Linked DNA regions of Mus musculus: regions 2, 3 and 4 are each linked to region 1. Evidence: chromatin contacts called from public HiChIP or PLAC-seq and promoter capture Hi-C data. All regions are on one chromosome and are shown on one strand. Each heading gives the region's core, a stretch centred on a gene start, on an enhancer-like site or on the middle of the called end of the contact. The rest is flanking DNA. Distances are from core to core; before and after follow the strand shown.

Region 1 (2,700 bases), core at 4-2,503:
TGTCTGAGTTATACACATATGAAGCAGGCTGAGCAAGCCACAAGTAAGCCAGTAAGCAACACACACACACACACACACACACACACACACACACACACACCCATTGCCTCTGCATCAGCTCCTGCCTCAGGATCCCTGCCCTGTTTGAGTTCCTGTCATGACTTCCCTCAAAAGGGAACTACAGTGTGAAAGTGTAGGCTGAAATAAACCCTTTTCTCCCCAACTTGTTTTCGGTCATGGTGTTTCAACACAGCAATAGTAGCCCTAACTAGGACAGGCTGCTTGGTAAGACAGGCTTCAGATCAAAGGAACAGGGGTCTTTCTTTATGTGTGGCAACCTGGGGGAATGTTCTTGTTTATTTATATTATAATCTGAGCACTCACTTTCTAGATACCAGCATCCCCTGCAACATACACTTGCACCCTTACAAGCCTTGACTGTAACTAGTCTTTACAATAAGACTAGCTAGGGTTCTAGTGGGAAAAGTCTAAGTCCCATTGTAGTATATTAAGCCTTCATAAATGGAGTATCTAATGGAAGGAATTATAATTCACTTTGTAGTTGAGCCACAGCCACTCAGACTGTGTTGGGAAGGGGGAAACTACTTTCTAACATAGCCCACCTTTAAGACTCCTACGTAATTATTATTTTGAATTAAAATCTGTCTTCATGTAATTTCTCGTCCTTTGGCCTAATACTCCACACCCTAAAGCGCCAACTATAATGGCGGTCTCATTAGAGTCCAATGAGTGCACACTCTTATAAGCCGTGTGCTTTTGACGTTATCATATCAGAAATTTACTTAGCTATGTTTGAGAAGACTCTTACGTTCCTGTCCACCATCCTTTCGCTTATAGATGTCACACTGCTTTTTAAACCAAGTAAAATCTGTAACATCTGCAACACACTACTTGACTTAAAGCCTCACTCGCTATGTTAACTTATTTTTACTTTCTGCCGTGTTGGGAATGTCACTGAGGACCTCGCACAACTCTCACCCCAGTGTTTCTAGCTATGAAAAATATAAAAATAATTTCATTATATTTAATGGCAGTGCCACTTAAAGCAAATGTTACCTCTCCTCACCTCCTTGTGCCTACTAAGAAGAAACACATCTGCTTTGAGTCTACCCAGCGGCTTCCAGCCCTGCCCACCCTCACCTTCCAGGCAAACGGAGAATGCGGCCGCTGATTGGCTGGCTAGGGCGCATCTTGATGACGTAAGCACGCGCCAGGCCAGGCCGCCTACCACAGCAGGTGGACAGGTCTTAAGCCGCGGCTTCTCTGAGGGGTAGACAGCTGGGCATGGGCCTCCCGAGGCTTCGCCATGAGCTTCCTGATCGACTCCAGCATCATGATCACCTCCCAGGTGAGCCTTGGGAGAACCTGGATTTGCTCAGCCCGCTCCCTTGCCCGGGTGGCGAAGGCTGACGTGTGGTGCTGTCACTCACCTAGCGTGCGTCCCCAGACTCTGGGGAGGGCCTGGCTGGCCCCAGCGCTGAGCCGGTGCCATGCGGGGGTCAGTACCCACGGCGCCCCGAGGCTTCCGGGCAGCTCCGCGGACCACGGAGCCTGGAGAAGCTTGGCTCCCGGCGGGAGGCCCACGGCAGCGTGCCTACCAGGGCTGAGGACCGGGACGGGTATGGGCTTTGCAGGATCCGGGTGCTGACACGTTTGCCTCCGCGAGGTCCAAGTCTGAGCTTTCCTTTGTGCAGTGACACCTCATCTTTCGTTCTCTGGTTGCTGTTCACTCTTTGCGGGTCGCGGTCGACCCACGTTTTCTTCTCACTTGGCCACCTCTATCTACCGTTAAACAAAACCGAAGAAGTATAAACCACTGGCAAGTTCTGCTCGCTTCGTCTAGTGAGCCTCTTGCTTTTCCCATCAGTCGTGTCTCTCCAGGGTTTCCTCCCACCCCACCCCAAGTGTTTATGATAGCCCTGATATCATGTATGTATTTATGTGCATAGCCATGTACCCACTTTCAAATGCAAGCACTCACTAAGCAACTGCAGACGCTTCTTTGCTTGCATTATCGCTCTCACCCCGCATCTTTCCAGTAAAAGATTTTTTTTTCTCTTCATCGCATCCAAATGGCAAGGGAAAGAAACAGTTCCCCTGAGGGACGTAAGTGAGGTACATCCTTGAATTTAGGGTTTGTGCAGCTGCATCCCAATGCTTCCCTCAGCAGAGCATTGCCCTCACCTCTTGAAAACGTCGGTAACAACACTTAAGAAAATGTAAAACAAGAAAAAGCCAACCCATTTCACCACTCTAATACAGTAACCATTTTTCCCTTTTCAAAATTAATACCTTTCAAGTACATTTGACTGCTTTTGTTGCTAGCATAGTGTTCAAATCTGTAAATACACAAAACTCTGGACACTCTGCCTTCTGCTTCAAATCTCTCTGCGCCTCCCCTGTTGTCCTTGATAATGACACAGAGTGGCTTTCAGCCTTACTACCAATTCAAGAAAAAAAAAAACATTTAAGTTTTAAGAGTTTTTCCCCCCACAGGTAAATATAAATGTCCATTCCCAGCTTGTTAAAGAGTACAAAAATAAGAGTATAATTAGAAAATTTCCATGCACTTTCACCTGTGAGATTAACATGAACATAATTCAAAAGTTCCCAAGAATATGGCTTTCTAAACTTTTATGCCTTAAATTTATAATCTTTAACTTTTACAAATATATCCAC
Region 2 (2,960 bases), core at 355-2,854, 730 kb before region 1:
ACAAGGAGATTTGAAAGGTCTGACTCCCACCAGCCTCCCTCATCAGTTTTTATTAAAGCCAGCATGATAGGAAGGCATGGTAAACGCCCTAGCAGATGGCTTCCTGCTTCTTCAGCAGGATGTATCTGATAGAGAGCGTTCCTTGAACATTTCCCAAGTACCAAGAGGGCAAGAGTCTTTGTGTCATATAAATCTACATCTATTTCAAGCTAGTCCTGACAGGTGACACAGGTAAATGAAGCTTCGTAATTCATTGACCCGATGAACAATTTCAAACAGGAAGAAAACAAAATCTCTTACCTTGAATTGGATATATTTGAGAAGGTCAAATTCTTTGGCATACATCCTGAAATACTCTAGGACCTGGGAGTTGTGCATGTAGTTAGGGTAATGATCTGGGATGGGGTAGTCACTGAAACACATCATTTCCTTGGAGGTGTTGATGACCACGGACTGGTAAATACTGGCCCTGCCTTCCTCAGGGGCTTCCTGTGACAAATAAGAAGTACTTATGGCAATGTGAGAATCAACTTCATGAAACATAAGTAGCCAATGAGCATTTAAAAGCGTATCTAAGTGAAACACACACACACCTACAATGTTGCATCTATGTAAGAACATTAAAAGTATCAGGCCTATTATAACTTTAAACGAAAAAGTAATATACATACCATGAAATTAAATGTACATCCTAGTCATCTAGTATACATTATATACACCTATGTTTATATAATTACATACTGTACAACCTCTCCCTTGTTTAATATATCTCTTTAGAGTACACTGTATTAATTATATATAATTTGTGCATATAATTTGAATAGGAAAATAATTTATAAAGGTAGAATTTTTTTCTTTCATTTTTATTAAAATATTTATAAAACACAAGAAAGGAAAACTCTCAGCAGACTAGTACAGAGAGACACTTCCTCAAGTCAATAAAAACAATTTAAAACAGGCAAGTAGATAACAGCACGCTTAACGGCAAGAGACTGAGTGCTTTGATTGGATGAGGAACACAAGGATGTCCTTTGGGGCCACTTTCAGAGAGCACTGTACTAAGAAGCCCTAGCTGTGTGCCCTACAAGTCATGAAAGGAAATAAAAACCAATTTTGTGGCCCATTACATGAATGTCTATGTAAAACATGTCCCAAGGAATAAAACACTAACCCTGAAGCTACAGGATACAGCCAGGCCACAGAAAAGCTGGCAAACCCAAGTCACCAGGGCTGAGAGGTGCTCAGCATGAGGACTTAAGTTTAATCCTTAGAACCTACATTAAGAAATGCCTGATGGGACAGGCTGGAGAGATGACTCAGAGGTTGAGAGCACTGGCTGCTCTTCCAGAAGTCCTGAGTCCAATACCCAGCATGCACATGGTGGCTCATAACCATCTATAAAGATATCTGGTGCCCTCTTCTGGCATATGTATACACAATACTGTATACATAATAAATAAATCTTAAAAAAACAAAAACCAAAAAAAAAACCAAAAGCCTGGTGTGGCGCCATGTGCTTGCAATTGCAACACCACAGAGGTGCAGACAGCTGAGCCCCAGGGCTCACTGCCAAGCAGTCTCATTCTTAGCAAGTAGAAGCTCATAAAAAATGAACCACGCCTGAGGAGCAACACTTACGATTGCATACATTCAAGCTGTACATGTGTACACTTGTACACACACACACAGAGAGAGAGAGAGAGAGCCAGGCTTGATGTTTATAAGCTCAGTGCTTAGAAGCTGACCTGAAGACTGCTGATGTTCAACGTCAGCATGAACTACATAGTAAATTCAAGGCCATCCTGAACTACAGAGCAAGACCCTCAAAAAACAAGTCAGTAACCTACCTGTATGTCAGAAATGAACCATTGAAAATTTTGATTTTAAAAATACACCATGTCCAAGTCCATCTTGGTCTTAAATGCTTAGGTATTAAAAGTTGTCTAGGGGCTGGAGAGATGGCTCAGCGGTTAAGAGCACTGAGTGCCCGTCCAAAGGTCCTGAGTTCCATTCTCAGCAACCACATGGTGGCTCACAACTACCTGTAATGGGATCTGATGCCCTCTTCCGGTGTGTCTGAAGACTGTAACAGTGTGCTCACACACATACATAAATAAATCTTTTTTTAAAAAAGATGTCTAGAACATGACTAAACTATAAAACACAGATAAAGAAATCAAAGGTAGACATAAATGAAAGCTGTTGTCCTCGTGGATTGGAAGAGTAGATACTGTGTGAAGATCCTGCTCCTCCTGACCTGCCCTGGCAGCACCCCAGCAATGGGGTTCTAGAGACTTCTAGAAAGAGCCAACAGTCCTTAGGTGTGGCTGGTCATAGTAACTTTCTTCCAAAGGCAGAAACGAAGATGAACTTTACACCAGCCAAGCCTGACCAACTCCACTGAAAGCTGTAATACAAACAGGACTAATCATAACAAGGGTCACCCTTGACACGATACAGCGAAAGCATGACTTCACCCCCAGGAACTTCATCAGGTGAGCCATGAGAAAAACACCAGACAAATTCAAAGGAGGCTACTCTACAAAATACTCAACCAGTCTTCCTCTAACCTACCAAGGATAACAAAACCCAGGGAATAAAAGGAACAAAGCAAGAAAATCTACGAAATCATCCAAGCCAAGAGGAGCCTAGAGAGATACAACTACCAAGTCTTAGGGGGATACTGGGATATTAAAAAAAACAAAAACAAAAAACCAAGGCATCAGAAGAAGTAAGTAAATCTAAACAAAGCATGGGTTTATGGGTACTGTCTCACTGACCGTTATAAGTGTGTCACACTAGTGTAAGATGCTAACAATCGGGGAATGAGGCAAGGTCCCAAGAGCTGGGGTTGCAGAGGTGAGCCAACATGCCTGAAGAAAACATAAAAATTAGTATAAAAAAGTGTTAATTATAACATGAAGGAGGCAATACTAGCGAAGGCAAGACAGAAGAGCAGC
Region 3 (3,022 bases), core at 35-2,534, 700 kb before region 1:
CAGTTCCACTGGTAAGGGACAGATAACACACTATGTTCTTGTAAGAGCCCACTAGTAGTTCATATTATAAACAAGAAACTTCAAGTACCCACTGAGAACTGTTTTTTTTTTTTTTTTTTTGAGTTAATCTTTAACCTCAACGTAATTGATCACAGAGGGGTGCGATGACCTTGGTGTATCTGACACCTCCACTCTTGATCTGGTTGTACCTCAGGTCTGGTTCTGTGTGTTCCTGGAGAAGTCTGTATAACGGGATAATTGATCACAGAGGGGTGCGATGACCTTGGTGTATCTGACATCTCCCCTCTTGATCTGGTTGTACCTCAGTTCTGGTTCTGTGTGTTCCTGGAGAAGTCTGTATAACGGGATGGGTAAAGTCCCTTAGTCATTAGAGGACTACTTCTGCATAGTGGGGCCAGCCTTGGTCCTTCTTAGGACAACGTGGCCATTAGTTATTTGTTATTTGTTTTTGTTTTTATCACACATAGATGTTCTGTTTGAATGGCTACTCTTGGAATCTTGAGGGGATGGGGGGGGGGGAAGTTCTCTCGCACTTTATTTTTAAGAAAAGGTTTACTGCACCTTAGGCTGGTTTCAAACTTGTGTAGCTGAGGCTGACCGTGAGCTCCGGTCCTCCTGCCGACAGCTCCCTAGGGCTAGGATTACAGGTGCTCACCCTCATGCCCCACCCGAGGGCTTGGTACATTCGAGGCAAGCATTCTGCTAACTGAGCTTTGATCTTTATTATTTATTGACACCTTCCTGCTTTGCAGCCCAGGCTAGACTGAACTCACAAATTCTCCTGCCTCAGCCTCCCCAATGCTGAGATTACAGGAATGTACCACCAGGGTCTTTTCTTTGAATGTATCTTGTCACTACACATTTTAAGAGATAAAGTTAATCTTATTTTGGTGTTTTTAGTCATACATGAAGAAAAAGGTTAGATAATATAAGACGTATCTACCTTGTAGTACTAGTTTTTAGGCATGTGCATCGTAACTGAAAACATGGAAAGCTGCTCAGGAATCGGACCCAAAGTTTAAAGAAGACAGATAAGAAATTAAGGGGGGGTGGGGAGCTTGCCAAGTTTTGAGCTTGCTGTTAGCTACCCAAGCAACCCAAGTTAGGAGTCAGAGCTTTTAGCAAAGGCAGCCTCTAGGTCCTAGTCGCAGACGCACACTTAGACCAGAGTCTTCCGCACCTGCGTGCTAAGGAAGCGTGGGAAGGCGCGCGAGCTGCGCCCTCTGGCGGCGGTGCGTTGTACTCCGCACGCGCGGGAGCGAAGGCGCGGGGCCTCTCGGGATGGCGAGCGGCTTGCCGCGCTTCCTGCAGGCGCTGCCGGCCGAACACGGGCCGGAGCCGCTTCGGACGCGGGTGCAGGAACCGGACTTACAGCAGTGGGGCTTGACTGGTGAGCGGGCCGGGGACGCCCGGGGGCGGGCGGGAGCCGGGAAGGCGCGCGGCAGCGCTGGCCTACGCGGGGACAGCGGGGGAGCCAGCAGCTTCCCGGCCGCTCTCGCTCCTCCCAGTCTGCGTTTCCCTGCCGACTGGGCATGCGCACTCACTTGTTGCGGCTCCCTAATGAACTCTCAAAGTTGCGCTGCCCAGCAAAGTTTGTCCTGTCCTGTGCCTCTTGTGCTTTCGTATTAAGCCCACTTGCCATTACGAGTCCCAAGTGAGGGGATCCCACATGTGTGGACCCCAGGTGTGTAGGCTCCAGATGTGTAGACCTCAGTTTGTAGGTTCCAGATTTAGAGACCGCCGGCCTGCAGACCCCAGTGGACCTGGAGCATCCTCATCCTGCGGCGTTCTCTCTATTCCACATCCCAAGACTCCTTTCCTTATGTGTCTGCTGGGAATGTAGTGCTGGTGTAACGGAAAGTCATAATGACTCACCAGTTGTCACCTCGTGGTCGTTATTTGTTGCTGTCGAGAGAGTACTGTGGGGTATGGGGAGCAGATAAACAAAATAAATAGCGGCCCTAGGACCCAGTTTCTTTACTAGCGGATACGTGCTTTTGAAAGCATAAGGAAGCGCTTGACTTACACGTGCCAAGTACCACCAAAAGGTGAGGGTTTGGAAAGGCAACAAAATGTGCCTTTCTGCCAGGCGGTGGCGCACCCTTTAACCCAGCGCTTGGAAGGCAGTGGCAGGTGGATCTCTGAGTTCAAGGTCAGCCTGCTCTACACAGCTAGTTCCATGATAGCCAGGGCTATGTAATAGAGAGACTCGTTCTTTAAAAAAAAAAAAAAAGTTCCGTTAGCTTAGAGGAGGGGCAGATGACGATGAGGGCGAAGTGAAAGACAAGCAGTTCATATTAATATTTTCCATTTATATTCAACTTTAAAATTTTTATTTTTGAGATTATAGTTACACCTCCTCTTTACTTCTTTACACTCTCATAAACCCTCCCATTCTCTCCTTCAAATCCATGTTCCCTCCCCCCACTTAATCGTTATCCTATGCTTATACCTATGTACATAAATACTCCTAGATATACTAGTTCAGTGTGTTTAGTGTCACTTGTATGTACGTTTCAGGGCTGACTGGTTGGCACTGGACAGCCAGTTGGTGTGCTCCTCCCTAGAGAAGACCCCTTTTATTGCTCTTAGCTTTTCTTAGTTGCCTGTAGTTCTTTGTGTAGGATTGAGGCCTCAATGGCTCCTCTCTGTTCATTTTGGCATGCTCACTGGTACTATCTGCATGTGTGGGCAGTCATGTTGGTGACAGTGTAAACAAAGCGTCTGGTGTTACTTGGAGACACAATTTGACAACAAAGTTTTTGACCTTGCTTTCTGTCCCCTCTTCCACAATACCTTAGGTGTGGATCTATCCATTGGGACTGAGTTCTACACTCTGCATTCTAATTGGTTGTGGTCCTCTCTATTGCTCTCCATCTCTGTCAAAGGAAAGTTTCCTTGATGAGGGGAGAGGACTGCGCTTATTTGTGGGTATAAGGACAAGTGTTAGTAGAAGGCAGCATTACAGCTCAGGGTTCTCTGATTCCTGTTTCTCAAGTCC
Region 4 (3,022 bases), core at 396-2,895, 750 kb before region 1:
TCCTAGAGGAGAGGAAACAGGGAAGAGGGAACCCCAAGAAATGGCCGGTTCAATGACGCACTTTTCTAACGGCGTTCTCAATCTCGATCGGAGAAAATAAGGTGTGTAATTCAAATTTCATGTGCCATCAAAGTGGCAAATAAAACTCTGTTATCCTAAGCCTCAGTTCACTGGGAAGTGATAAATGTCCACCACCCCACCCCATCCCCAAGGGCCGGGTTTTCTTTTTCACTCCAGAAAGTCTACCGGGAGAAATTACATGTATTTAATGCTGACATTTCTAAGTGATTAGGAACATTAGGGTAGCAATCACACTGCTGTCAGCTCCATCTGGCTCTTCTTTTGAGTGACCAAAAGTGGCCTCTGGCTCCAAGTCTATGGAATTGAGAGCTAAGGCTTCAGGTCAGTAGAGGGTGGTTTTGAGCCCCGGGCAACGTTTTGAAGTACTTCTGAGGAGTGAAGTAAAGTGACTTGCTCTCCTGTGCAAAGCTCACAGCTACATTTTAAAACGGCACGTTTCAAAAAAAGATCTGAGCCATTAACCAAATGATGTCCTATATGGATCCCCAAGACTAGGGGAAAGTATTCAAGTAATCAACTGATGGCAGCTCAGAGCCATACAAAGGTGGACGAGGATCGAAGAGGTGATGCAGAACACGTAAGAGAGAGCAAGAAGGAGACCTACACAGAGACATTTTCAGGGAGAAGTCATCTAGCTATCTTGAGGCCAATGTGAGAAACTGAGCCCTTTTCAATAGCTCAGACAACGCACCCTCCGAAGTTTCCACCCGCGCTCACAACCTATACATCCTGCAAGCTCTGGAAGAGGGCAACCTGCACGTAGATCCAAGGATGGGGCTGGCAGGGGATGGGTTTTTGGTACTCGTCCTAAAAGGTTGGCCCACAGATTACTCTGAGCAGCAGGAAAACAACTCCGCGCCCCTATCCTAATTTGAGGTAGTATCTAGGAGGAATTAGCACCCAGCATCTCTATCCGCGGAATAGCCTTCTAGTTAAAAAGCCCATAACCCTTGAGAATGAGGAGGAAGAACCAAGAAGGGCGGAGCTGCCGGCAGCCCCGCTACCTCACCTTGGAGTCGGGCAGGCTGAAGACGCTGGGGTCGTCCGTGCTCCCCACCATGATCTTGTGCTCCTTTCCCGGGCCATGGCCGCCGCCCTCAGCTCGAGCAGCTTTGGCTCCGTGGCGCTCCCCGGACACCCGCTCGCTGGTAGTGTTTCCCATGGCTGCAGCTCGAGTCGGGGGCAACCTGCCGCGGGGAATGACACCAGGCGGGGAACACCCCCGCGGCTGCGTCAGGGGCGCCCCGGCCCCGCCCCTGCGCCCGGGAAGGGAATCCCCGCCGCAGGGGACCGCGCCCGGGGTCCCCTCCCTTACCCGCTTCACGGACGCCTCGGCTCGGAGAACCGGCTCCGGGAGCCCTCGCTGCCCCACAGCCCCGGTCCCGCACACCCCCCACGCCGCTCACCTCGGGCGATGCGCTCCGGGCTCGCGTGGCTACACGCACGCCGGCTGTTCGGCGTACAAGGAGACCAATAAAGTTATTGAAATTGAAGCCGCGCCCCAAACCAGCGAACCGGGTTTCCTCCTAAAATGGCTACAAGGCCCGCGACGAGGTACCGCCTCTGCCTCTGGCCCCGCCCACCGAGCCTCTTGTTCCGCCCCCTGCGCTCCAGCCCCGCCCCCTCCTCAGCCTGGGTCGCCTGCCTCTCTAGCCACCAGCACCGCCTCTGTGGTGGGTGCGTGCGCAGCTCCGGCTTGGGGCGGGGCCGAGGGTGGGGTCCGGGTCGGGATTAGGGCTGTGAACTGTCCGCCCAGGGCTTGATAGTGGGGCGTCTTGTCTTCCTAAGCAGTTTGTCTATCCATGGGGCACGCGGTTATTAGAAAAGCCGAATCCGAGGCCTCCCCGTGCCCTAGGTACAGAATTAGAATCTGCACTTTTAACAGGATCACCTCAAACGACTGGACAGCGGTGCATAGTGGATCCACATTTTCATATTCCGCGTACGCCTCTACCAAGCAACCTTTTTAGTTGTCCCAGGAGGCATGAAATAAAAAGTAGGACAGAGAATTGACTAGACACGTGATGGCAGTTACTGCAGAAGACTTACTTCTATGTGATGCCCAAACTCATCAAAGCGGTGTTTTCTGTTACTGTGATTAGCTGTGTGGATTAATGCAAACAGCTAATGAGTGAGAGCACAGGTAGGCTGGGAATATACTATTGGACTAGCGTTTTGAAACCAGTCGGCTGGAAGTGAAGATAAAATAGGCTGATGGAGGGCCCAGTGGGGTCAAAGAACTCTGGACACAGGAGAGACTGAGTGAGCTGAGACAGTGAGAGGTGTCCTGTGAGAGTAGCGTGTCTGCCACTGAGGTTTCAGTGGTCTTGCAGTCATTAGCACTGGCAGAATCTTAGACAAGTGTGTAGATCGGTGAGATGAGGCCGACCATAAAGCCATTAGAAGTCATAAACCCTGATGAGATGGTTCAGTGGTTAAGAGCCCTTACTGTTCTTTTAGAGGACCCGGGTTTGGTCCCAGCACCTACAAGGTGGCTCATAATCATCTGTTCCAGGCGCTACAACACCTTCAGGTGCACATACAAACATGTAGGCAAAACACTCAAACATAGATTAACATTTTAAACAATGAAAGTAATTACTCAAAAGGAACAGTGAGGTAGCAAAGAGAGTTGGAGGTCTACCTTAACATTGATTTCCTTCCTCTTTACTGAAGCACTGACTCTAACCTTAGGATGTTGTCTGTCTCCACAGAGATGCATTTCTTAGCCTCCCTAATAGATAGATAGGGGGAAATGGTAAGTAGAATTTCTCCGTTTCTCTTTCTTTGTGTATAGGGTGTCCATAGAATGGCCAGAGCTCCAGCAGCCACTTCAGATCACGAGGTAGTTAAAAGCAGTGGAATAAAAAAAGGGAACTGAGCCGGGCATGGTGGCACATCTTTAATCCCAGGACTTGAGAGGCAGAGGCAGGCAGATCTC

What was found. Promoter capture Hi-C pulls out the DNA fragments that hold promoters and counts their contacts. HiChIP or PLAC-seq counts read pairs in DNA pulled down with a chosen protein or histone mark.
Region 2: a contact with region 1 is called in a promoter capture Hi-C map of liver, with 2.4 times the contacts expected there. The contact joins the enhancer-like site here to the promoter of Gpr89 in region 1. A contact is called at or near these places in 12 of 39 promoter capture datasets (the 3T3-L1 cell line, cranial neural crest, embryonic stem cells and 5 more) and 2 of 115 datasets of contacts at active chromatin or transcription factors (embryonic hindbrain and pro-B cells).
Region 3: an H3K4me3 HiChIP or PLAC-seq map of stem cell-derived neural progenitor cells shows a contact between it and region 1, with 3 times the contacts expected there. The contact joins the promoter of Chd1l here to the promoter of Gpr89 in region 1. A contact is called at or near these places in 11 of 39 promoter capture datasets (the C10 cell line, the HPC-7 cell line, cranial neural crest and 8 more) and 8 of 115 datasets of contacts at active chromatin or transcription factors (bone marrow-derived macrophages, embryonic basal ganglia, embryonic limb bud and 5 more).
Region 4: a contact with region 1 is called in a promoter capture Hi-C map of liver, with 4 times the contacts expected there. The contact joins the promoter of Prkab2 here to the promoter of Gpr89 in region 1. A contact is called at or near these places in 7 of 39 promoter capture datasets (the C10 cell line, cranial neural crest, hippocampal neurons and 3 more), 5 of 115 datasets of contacts at active chromatin or transcription factors (astrocytes, bone marrow-derived macrophages, cardiomyocytes and 2 more) and 1 of 9 other capture datasets (liver).

The regions. Positions count from the first base shown.
Region 1 is chr3:96,903,851-96,906,550 of GRCm38.p6, reverse strand. Gpr89 (G protein-coupled receptor 89) reads left to right here and starts at 1,253. Exons shown (of 14, transcript NM_026229.4): 1 at 1,253-1,369. The coding sequence starts at 1,328.
Region 2 is chr3:97,633,040-97,635,999 of GRCm38.p6, reverse strand. Fmo5 (flavin containing monooxygenase 5) reads right to left here. Exons shown (of 9, transcript NM_001161763.1): 3 at 301-489. Among named protein-coding and RNA genes, the nearest start is that of Fmo5, 5.7 kb to the right of the region's middle. Within about 2 kb of position 1,604, at least 27 of the 459 cell types and tissues checked have an H3K27ac peak or open chromatin away from gene starts, as enhancers often do. A contact at or near this core is called in liver, where this site is marked.
Region 3 is chr3:97,608,452-97,611,473 of GRCm38.p6, reverse strand. It overlaps Chd1l (chromodomain helicase DNA binding protein 1-like), which reads left to right and starts at 1,284. Exons shown (of 23, transcript NM_026539.2): 1 at 1,284-1,411. The coding sequence starts at 1,303. It also overlaps a transcript of Fmo5 not described here.
Region 4 is chr3:97,656,835-97,659,856 of GRCm38.p6, reverse strand. Prkab2 (protein kinase, AMP-activated, beta 2 non-catalytic subunit) reads right to left here and starts at 1,645. Exons shown (of 8, transcript NM_182997.2): 1 at 1,488-1,645; 2 at 1,091-1,268. The coding sequence starts at 1,243.